Regions from separate parts of the Drosophila melanogaster genome. Here region 2 is linked to region 1. The links are chromatin contacts, called in public Hi-C maps. All regions are on one chromosome and are shown on one strand. The core of a region is the stretch at or near the end of the contact, and the rest is flanking DNA. Distances in the headings are between cores, read along the strand shown. Region 1 has its middle 5.2 kb from the start of jhamt. Region 2 holds the start of dac (dachshund).

Evidence for each region. A called contact is a pair of places that touch in the nucleus more often than the background predicts.
Region 2: a contact with region 1 is called in a Hi-C map of the Kc167 cell line, with 3 times the contacts expected there. The contact joins the promoter of dac here to the enhancer-like site in region 1. A contact is called at or near these places in 33 of 107 Hi-C or Micro-C datasets (the Clone 8 cell line, the Kc167 cell line, the PNm cell line and 13 more) and 1 of 6 datasets of contacts at active chromatin or transcription factors (the Kc167 cell line).

Annotation. Positions count from the first base shown.
Region 1 is chr2L:16,368,501-16,373,628 of dm6, forward strand. No RefSeq gene overlaps it. Among named protein-coding and RNA genes, the nearest start is that of jhamt, 5.2 kb to the left of the region's middle. Within about 2 kb of position 3,116, at least 6 of the 39 cell types and tissues checked have an H3K27ac peak or open chromatin away from gene starts, as enhancers often do. A contact at or near this core is called in the Kc167 cell line, cellular blastoderm embryo and embryonic neuroblasts, where this site is marked.
Region 2 is chr2L:16,483,783-16,488,910 of dm6, forward strand. dac (dachshund) reads right to left here and starts at 2,216. Exons shown (of 12, transcript NM_165162.3): 1 at 1,655-2,216; 2 at 26-1,025. The coding sequence starts at 960. Nepl8 (Neprilysin-like 8) reads left to right here and starts at 4,366. Exons shown (of 2, transcript NM_135951.4): 1 at 4,366-5,128. The coding sequence starts at 4,421.

The DNA.
Region 1 (5,128 bases), core at 1,866-4,365:
GTGCTTATGTACCAGATTCTTTTCGGCTTCTTTGTGCTTTGAACACTTTTCGATTTGTCCATTTGCAGCTATTTGTTTTTCACTTTGCACTTAGTTGTTAAAAAAAGGGAGTTTGCTGTTGCAAATAACTTTGGTTTCGTATTTAACTTGACATTTTATGGGACAATTCGCTTGCATGTACGTGGACTTATTTGGACTTTCGTTTTGGCACATATTTAATTTGTTTTGGCACATTGTAAATTATTCTCACAATTACGGGTAAATATATATTTTCTTTGAGAAGTTTCCAAAACTACAAATGACTATAATTATTCAATCAATAATGATTTTTGCGACTTTTAAGGTCTTGAAGAATAGTTATAGATATAGATGTATAGATTACTTTAGTTATTTAACCGAAGAGCTTCTTTTGTTAGTGGCCTTTATAACCCATCAATAAAGGAAATATTAATTTTGGGTAGTTTGAAAATTTATTTTTGTAACTCTTTTAACTCATGAATTTTCACATCTTACCAGGAGTTCTAACCCAGCGTTCATAGTCGCTGACCCACCCGATTTCGCGGGTCGATTCCGGGGGCGTAACCGCAAAAACAAACATCGAATACCGGAACTGAATGTCGGCGGAAGTCGTGTACACACGAATACATACATATATACATATGTATATGTATGTATGTTTCTATGGGGGCGTGTGCATTTGGCTGTAGCTCACAAAAATGCGTAGCCATCGAATAATATGCCCGGATTTTCAGGTGGGTTCCCACTTTGCCACTGACCATTCTGTTTGAGTTTACTTAGCGGTTTTGTTGACTCTCGGGCGTTTTGATTGCGCTTTCCATATGCATATGTGAAAAGGACAGCTCAAAAAAGCGAGTTTTTTTTTTGGGATTTATCTATTTAATGGCCACCAAAAGGCAATTACACACACATAAAATACCAAGAGGAATGAAGGCTGAGTCTCATTATAGAAAATTATAAGAGGAATATGGTAATTTACATTCGGTATCATGTGCGGCTTTTTATTAAAAATTCAGCACTAACGAGTCTCTTTTGTTTTTATAACAGAGTTCTCTACGGCTATCTTTTTCTAGCCCTCTCTTTCGCTCATCCGCAGCGGAGGTCCTTTGCGTTGCAAATAAGAATTTTAATAAATTATATTGTAATATGACAAAAACGTTTGCGCAGGCCAAAGGCAGAGACGTATGCCTTGCAAAGGGTTAAGTTCATACAAAACTGTGTTGATTTTGGCTAAAACATTAGATTCGTTAAATACATGCCAAAATATATATGCCAGTATATATAAATCAAATATAATATGTATTTTTTTGTTGTGATTTCTCTGCATTGTAGTAATTCTTATATTTTTTCATTGAAAAAGGGGTACGAAATTCATGGGCCACGCCACTGAGTCCTTGTGTCAATTTACTGGGCAAAGGCTCATGAATTTTTCAATAACAAAATGTTGCGTTCCGTAAAAAAATGTACATACAAAAATTGTTGAAAAATTTCTCCAAAAATTTTGTTTAGCTAATTATGGGCACCAGGGGAGCCAACTGTAAACCCTTTGGGATGTCGAGTTAGCCCATGCTTAAGCCTTTTCTTTCCTTTTTGTGGAATGTTTCCGTACTTCATTACGTTTGGCTTCAGCTTCGGCTTTGGTTTATTTTAATTTCATTTTATGATTTAACTTTACACCTGCTTGAAAAACGACACACACACACAAGGACTCTGGACTGCACTTCAATTAAAACCCGAGTCCTGGCCAAGGCACTTAAGTGCTTTTTACTCTGCGAAAGGTGTGAGAATATTTCTTTTGCCCAAATTATTTCAACATTTTCCGCTCCGCAGGAAAGGGGTTGGGTCATGTCCCAAAAAAAGGGAAAACAGTAATATGAAGATTTCTGCCGAAGAGTTCCGGGCATGCCGGGTCAAGGGTTTCCAAAAAGCAATGCTTTTCGTCCTGGGTTTTGGGATCGGGTTTCTGGGGAGCTCTAGTTGTCCACGTCCAACACTTCGTGGGGCAAATCTTCGTGTAATCGGATAAGGTAATTGGGAAGCTTTGTCTAGACATTAAGCGTACATAGTAAATTTTGTTTTCCCCAGTTTTGACCGAAATATGACTGCCAATGAGGATGTTTCGGAAAAGGATCTCCGCACAGTGGCCTCTTAAATATTTGCAATGAACTAAGAATTTGTGCTAAGAAATAATTTTAATTTAACTAGACTGTACTGCCATAGTCTATATATTTCTTCGTTAATTCAAAGTGTAAAATTTAATAATTAATAAATTTCAATTTATTGTTTTTCAACAGCTCTCTATTCCACTGTTCAAACTGCACTCCCATCAATCAAAAATCGTCTCACATTGGAAACCTTTTCGGTGTTCGGCCGCAAAACTTTTGTTCGGCAACACATGTTCCTTTTCGCAATTGAAGGTCCTGCTTCCGTTTTGGCCAAGTAACTTACCAACAACAATCACTTGAACGAACAACTGCGACGGCTTTTAATAAATCGATTTAAATTTCTGATCATATTTTCATCTCTAGAGAAATTTAATAGTTTTTCGCAATAACATTTTATGTGCGGACGCATACCCATGACGCAGGATCCCAACATCATCCACTTTCTATAGCAGTTGAAAAAAAAAAACACTACACAGAAAATTCTTTTGATTTCTTATTTGTTGGTTAAAGTTTAAGGATAAAAAAAAACTAACAATATGGGCAGGAAATTATATAATGAAGCATTTTAAGGTACTTATTATTTTGAAGTTTTCAAAAGTATTATATATGTATATGATCAAGCTTTCGTAACAATTCTAAAGAATTATCTTCATTGTAATTAGCAATTCTGCTATTTTAGTTTTAGGGTTTTAATTTTCAAAACTTGGGATAAATACAATTTTTGTCTGTGCTGTGTAAACAGGAGAAACTAGCGAGAACTACCCAACTAAAATAATAAGAGCGGCAACAAACTTGGGGACCGGCACGTTGGGCCAAGTCCAAACAAAGAAACTGCAAAGTTTACGGGTCACACGATGTGCCAGGAGCTCTACGGGGATCCGTACAGTCTCTCTCACTCTCTCTCTCTCTCCTTCAGCAGGACCTCTTACAGGAATCCTTGTCGTCGTCGTCGTCGTCTATGCAGCTTCCTGTGCATGGCAATAAAATTACTTTAGCCCATAAGTATGCTACAATTTTACGTACGAGCTCCCAGCTTTTGGTCGCAAGTGCGGCAAATAGTTTTACCGCCACGCCCCCTGGACACTAGCCGCCCCCCATTTGCCACGCCTTTCTCCCGAGACACACGTCATAATTAATGCAAAGCTGGCAAATGTATGCAACACCTGCGGTTTGTTTAAAACGACCGCAAGCAGCACTTCTCTTGGAAAATCCTTATACCCACAGATGGTATTGCAGCCAATTTTGGTTATTAAAATTATTTGGCCAGTCGCTGACATTTTATGTTTATTTAATTGAAGCCCCAAAGCCATTGATATTCCGGGAAGGCATATTTTATACGCTTCGGCCACTGAATTTGCTCTACTCTCAAAATATTGCTTAAATGGGAAATGTTTCTATTTGGGGATTTGTATGAATACTAGCGGTATGTTTAAGCTACTTTGAACAATTTTGTAAGTCACTATAATGCTTGAAATATTTTCAAATAAATAATAAAGTTTGATCCCTTGGTTTGATTATTTAATTTAAGTCGCAGACCTTTTTCAATTCCGTTCCAATAAAATTCCAATTTCATTGCAATCATTTCCAATGATCTCCAGCATTTATTTTCGATGCCCGGGGTTCAATAAAATTGGTTTTTCAATTTTCAGTGGCATATTTCAAGTGTTGCGGTCAAGTGAACAGGACCAAAAACCGAAAACCCTTATATTTGATGGAACTCCGACCCTCGGCTAACAGCCGTTGACACAATGACGACATAAGTTATTTGCGGTTAGCAAATTTTTTTTGCTGCATTATTCTGCTTGGGGGGTTTAACTATAATTAACCAGTTTAGCTGACATCCCTGCCAGCACTTCCATTTGCCAATTGCCATTTGTTTTTTATTTATTAAAAAAAAAACCCGGCTCTTTTCTGTCATTATCCACTTACTGGGGGCCCCCTTTGTCTTTAGTTGACACGCAAATGAGTTGCTTGTTTTAAGGCATTGAGTTGTTGACCGCCACTTGTCAATTAAGTTGGCATTGATGTCACAGAAGAATAAGGACTCTGATGAGTCTATGTAATTGAAGGTTTTCAACCTATTTCGCGATGACATCATTTGCGTTCTTTGAGTTTTGTGGTTAGCTAGTTGTAGATAGCTAACGATGTTGAGTTAGGCTAATTTTGCATTTTTTAAAACCAACTATACATTTGTCTTTAACATTTTATATCATTTTATTTTAAAGTTTTAGTCTTTGTGGTATTTCATCGATTTTAATAGTGTTAGCGCACCATTTATTTGTCAGCTCTTATGATCTGTAATTAAAAATATATTTTTGGTTATAGAAAGTAACACGTACACTGCGAAACCTTTTGGAAAACCACCCGCACCACCCACTTCCTTCAGCATTGGGGCAACAAATGAAACCCGACATCGATTTTGTTCTCAAGTTACACTCGCTTTTGTTTACACAAAAATTATGTTTAATGAGCAGCAACCCCGAAATTCACGATTCCAGCATCTTCTGGGGTTGGCACAACTGACAATTATAATTACTAGGTCTTAAGTTTTTCGTGAAAATTATTATTTTAATTATGGACCGCCGGAAATGGGAGGGTGGAAATTCAGGAAAAAGGAAACACACACCCAGCGAAATAAGCGACAAGAATTCGATACATTTATGACACTGCGCGACAGATCATAAATTCAACGATTTGAGTGATGTGTTTGTGCAACAATAAACTAAACGAAATACTCCGTCCGCTTTATGCGATTGCCAGTTGCCATTCCAAAAGGAAATGGATGCGAAAAAGAAACATCTAATCAAGTGTCATAATCAGTTTTTATGGGCAAGCTAGGGCAATCATAACTTTTGGCACATAACATACATGTACAGTGTATACCGTATATCGCCTTGAGTTTTATTTCGCACGTTGATAATTTTTATTTCCCACTGCTCCGGCAG
Region 2 (5,128 bases), core at 966-3,465, 110 kb after region 1:
CAATGCTTTTGCTTCGGTTTCGTACCTGGCCGTGGTGCAGTCCCTGTAGAGGATGTCGAAGTCCTTGCAGCAGAGCAACTTGCAGCGATTGACGCCCGGCTGGATGGCGCCCAAGCCGCGTAATATGCGCACCTGTTCCACATTGCAGACGAGCGGTACGATGTCAAGGCGCTTTAGTTTGGTATAAACCGTATGCAGACCGCCGACCAAGTGCTTCAGGAAGAGCTCGAAGGCCTGCGGCAGGCAGAGCATCGTTTCGTTGCTAATTATGAATGCGGCGACCTTCTGACCCCGGTACTCCACCAGCTTGCACTCATTGGCACTGGGATCCGAGGTGGAGATCGGCGGCGGTGAGTTGTACGACCTTGGCGGCACATGGTGATGGGCGGCGGCCATCAGTTCCAAGGGGGAGGCATGGTGCATCATCTGCAGGGAGTTGAGGAGCCCCAGCGAATGGGGCGGCAGTCCATGGGGCATTCTGGGCGGTAGGCCCGTCGGCAGTCCGTTGCCCGATGGCATTCCATGTGGCGGGGGGCTGAGCTGATGGTGTTGCTGCTGCTGCTGTTGCTGCTGCTGTTGTTGCTGCTGTTGCTGCATCTGCTGCATCATGGAGTGGTTGAGGGAGCTCACCGGACTGACGGCACTGGGATGGCGACTTGGTGAACTGGCCGGTGAGCAACTGGATCCTCGTCCTGTGTGCGAGCTCCGTCCATTTGGACGATCCTCGTTGGCTCCACGCGAACTGTTGCTACCGTCGCGTCCATTGTGCTGCTGCTGTTGCTGCTGGGCTGCTGCGGCTGCCGCTGCTGCGGCTGCCTGCTGCTGCTGCTGGTGATGCATCAACATGGCGGTGGTGTTCATATTGCCCGCGGCTCTTTCAATACCACTATTAATATTGTTATTTATTGCGCCCGCTTTATTGTTGTTATTTTCACTCTGTTCACTTGTCACAGAATCCATACTTCATCATGGCCGACACTTTTGTTTATTTACTTTTTAATCGATTCGTTAATTTGACGTTTTTTCTATCGTGACAAAAATTTGACACAAAGTAAGGGAGAAATAGAAAATAGATGGTGAGAGGAAGATAAATAATTAATGAACTCTTAATTCATTTTTAATTATTTATTAGGCTTCTATATGCAAATTCTAAGTGAGCGTGTCTCGTATATTCCTATCCGCTTATTATTGGCTTTACATTTTTAATACTTCTGTAAGTTTTATAACATCAAATTTAAATGCAGACCTTCAAAAAATTTACAAACGATTTAGGATTTGTATTAGGCTCAGCTATGCTCCTATTTATTAAAATCTATTTTTGAGCCAGTTTAGTTAGTTATATGGTAGCTACAAGTTTATATTGCTAAATATTTTTTGTAAATTAATATCCTAACAAACATTTTACTTACAAAGAAATATAGAGAACTAACAGAAAATAGAAAAGTTTCCTTTCAGACATTTAAAGTCCGATTATCTTCTAATACCCCCCATAAATAATCCTTTATCAACAGAACTATTGCTTTGCAAACTTTGCTTTAATTAAGTTTTGGGAAAAACAAGGCAATGAAGCTAATTTGGATCCTTACTGCCAATTTGCATAAATATACCTATTGTCAGCTTTATTTGAATAATTCGATATAGAACATAGATTTACCTTTAAGGAGGTCTAAAAGTAATTTATAAACTCAACATCACTGACACAAGACACTCGCGCACTTTGCTTTTTGAATTTCGCTGTGAAATATATACTCTGAATATTTCAAGTTATTTATTCCGATTGCCCGCTTGTGTTAATCGAGTTCGAATAACCGTTTTCGTACTGGAATTTTGGAAACCGGAGCTGTGTCCGTTTTCGAGTACCGTACCGACGGATTGTCACTCAGAGATTGAGAGATGGCAGCTACTCCGCTGCGACGGCGACGGTGGCGTCGCTGCCTCTGCTTCTTCGCCTTCGACTGGTTCCTCTTCCCCCTCTCGTTCGGAGAAATCAACGAAACGAATTGCATTCGAATGGGAATCGACTGAGAGCGAGACGGCGCGAGGCGACGACTGCGAGTGAGCGAGTGAGCGGGCGCTAACGAGTGCTATTTTTTTAGCCCACCCACACACACGTACGTACGTACGTACACACGAAGCGCTACCGTTATGTACTGAGAGAAATGCGCGCGCAAAAGTTTTATTGCATTACCTTCTCTTGCGAATGACAAATTCGTAATGAAAGGCGAGTTTCAATTCGATTCCTTTCGGATTTTCGTGGCAGCGACGCCGGCAGCGCGGTCGGCCGAGACGAGTGTGCTTGTATGTGTGTGTCTGTGCCTGTGAGAGCGAGCTGGTGTATCTGTATCTGCGATTGTGCAAAACCAGAATACGAATACGAGTACGAATACGAATGTCTGTTGCCCGTCCACGTCTCGCATTACACCAATACCAGGCCAAAAAGGGGAGTGGTATGTGCGATTGATCGGTGTGTTTGCATCTGTGTATATTTCTGTGTGCAACCCCGAAAATACAATGACAAACGTAATCGCTCTCTCTCTCTTGCATTCGTTTTATTTATTTTTTCAATTCGTTTGTGCGTGTTGTGTTCTTCAAATCCTCCCGCTCTCTCTCTTTGGAAAAAAAAACGTTTTTCATTTCAATTTCATTTCGTTTCAGTCTGAGCCCTCTCTCTCACACCATCTCGCCATCTCTGTCGCACGCTCAGGTGGGCTGCAACCAATAAACACGAGCGAGCGAGAAAGCAGCATATTTGCATAGCCAGTCGTACATGTTTGCGCTCTCGCTCGCCCCCATGGGCGACGCCTTATATAAACAAATGACAATTGTTTTGGCATTTTGTGTTGCAAAGTAAATTATAATAAATGCATTGCCAGAGAAGAAAAGTAAAAAAAAATAGCTTTACTTCGAGTTTGCGCAGCTGTCTTTGACAAAAAGCATTTTAATTTCAATTAAAAGTAAATGACAAACTTTCAACGAATTATACTTTTCGGGGCAGTGTTGCTATCTCTTTCCGTCCCAAGCTTTGATTTTTTTTGTCAACCGTTTTCCGTTTCCCATTCGTTTCCATTCGAGTCCCGTTTATTTGTATTTCTTTTTGTGTTGCTGATTCGGAGGAGAGCAGCACTATGGCAGGGCATCTTTCTTCCACTTACACATATTGCGATAATGGGGTTTTTTTTCGCCTGAGGGGCGTTCGTTTTTCGGGTTCTTATAAATAGCATTGCTTATAAATTCTGGCATCGCACCTTTGCCACCTCTATATGTTTATGTACAATGTATCTGAGAGCTCGGTCATTTTTCTATTATTTGTCTTCGTTTCGCCTTCTGCGATTCTTCTCCATAACGATTGCCATTCCGTCGCCGAACCAATCGCATTCCGTTCTCTCCATTTGAGAGTTCCATGTACATATTTCTTTCTATATGGGAATGGAATACGTCTTTATGTATTGTGTTTGCACATGACGTATGAATTTTTCTTGTTCGTTTCGTTTGGGGCTTTTCTTTTGTGGATTTCCTCACCCACTGTCTTTTAGGTGACAGCAACCATTTAATATTAAATTGATTGCAAATGTGGATTTCCAACAGCTTTTAGAAAATATTTTCGGGCTTTAAAGAAGAATTTAAAACACAATAATTATTGTAATGTAAATATTTTATTTTTACATCGGTTTGTTTCATTAAAAAATAGTTATAAGATTATATTAGATATGAAAATTAATATGTAACGCTACTTTTTTTCTAAACTGTGACATTTTAGGCTATTTTTTCTTTTACCATTTCCTTATGTCATATGAATTTCATTTAATTATGACATATACATGAATCGCTGGCTTTAAATTCGAATAAGTACATTAAATTTACCAAAAATGACATGCAGAATTAAAAAGTATTCATTCAAACAAATTTGTTTTCCCCCCATAAATGGACAACAAAAAGGTACTGCCTCTATCATCCAAGTGTCAAAATATGTCATAGCAACCAACTATCGTCAGTAAGAAATGAGTTCTACAACATGCAACTTTTTCATGGTGTCGCAACTGTGGGCGGGAAGTTTGATTTTTCGCAACAAACAGCTCGCTTTGAACTCTGGTTTTTCTCTTTAATAAATGCAACTGATCTAACTATTAAGTAAAATTGTATTTTTTATTAACCACAAGCAAGCGCAAAGATGAGTTTATATTCTAAAAAAAAGGAGGGTGATTAATTTCTATTAGTTTGGATTACAAATTTGGACTAGGAGTCAATTTGAAAGTCGTTATATCAATAATACTTCTGGACTTTGAAGCGACAGTTACTGTTCCATAACTTCGGATTATCAGCTTTGCCTTCACCACATATATAGAGTATTCTCTGGATGTGTCGAGATTTGTATTTTTAAACGACGACTGGATGGCAAAAGTTCAGTGCGCTCGCAGCTATTATGTGGATTATCTGCCTCTTGCTGGTGCCCCTTGTGGCGGCCAGTTCCAATACAAGACTTCTAAATGGCATCCTAAGTCATGTGGACAAGGAAGCCAATCCCTGTGAGAACTACTACAACCACGCCTGCGGCCAGTACAACATGCGTCACATCGACGACACCTTCTTCGACATTATACAAATGCTGGATCACCAGGTTAACCAGAACTTGGTGAAACTAATGGACGAGCTGGAAATGAGTTCTCAATTGCCGGACTTTAATGTATCTAGTGTAGATGGCAAGGTCCTTCGTTACTACCTTAGTTGTCGTGGAGCGCCGCGGAATATGGATAGTTTAAGCCAGTATCTGAAAGTGATTTCCCCCGGCGAAGGACTCACATGGCCTCAATTCATTCCGGACGGTAGTTCTTGGCCCCAGGAGAATTTCAAATGGCTCAAGGCACTGGCTCATCTGCATCGCTACGGTCTAACTAACGTGTTTTTTAACCTTGAAGTCGTGTCAAACCCACGAAATGCCAGCGAGTACATGGTAGAATTAAATACACCCACTTTTGGAGAAGAATCTCAACTGCCGAACAGTTTTATTGAAATTCTATCCGTTCTCTATATCATAAAGGTTCCTTCCAGTGAAATCATTACTCTGGCGCGAAAAATGCGAACGCTTGAATTGTTGCTTAAAACGATGATCAATCCGATCGACACACTGAAT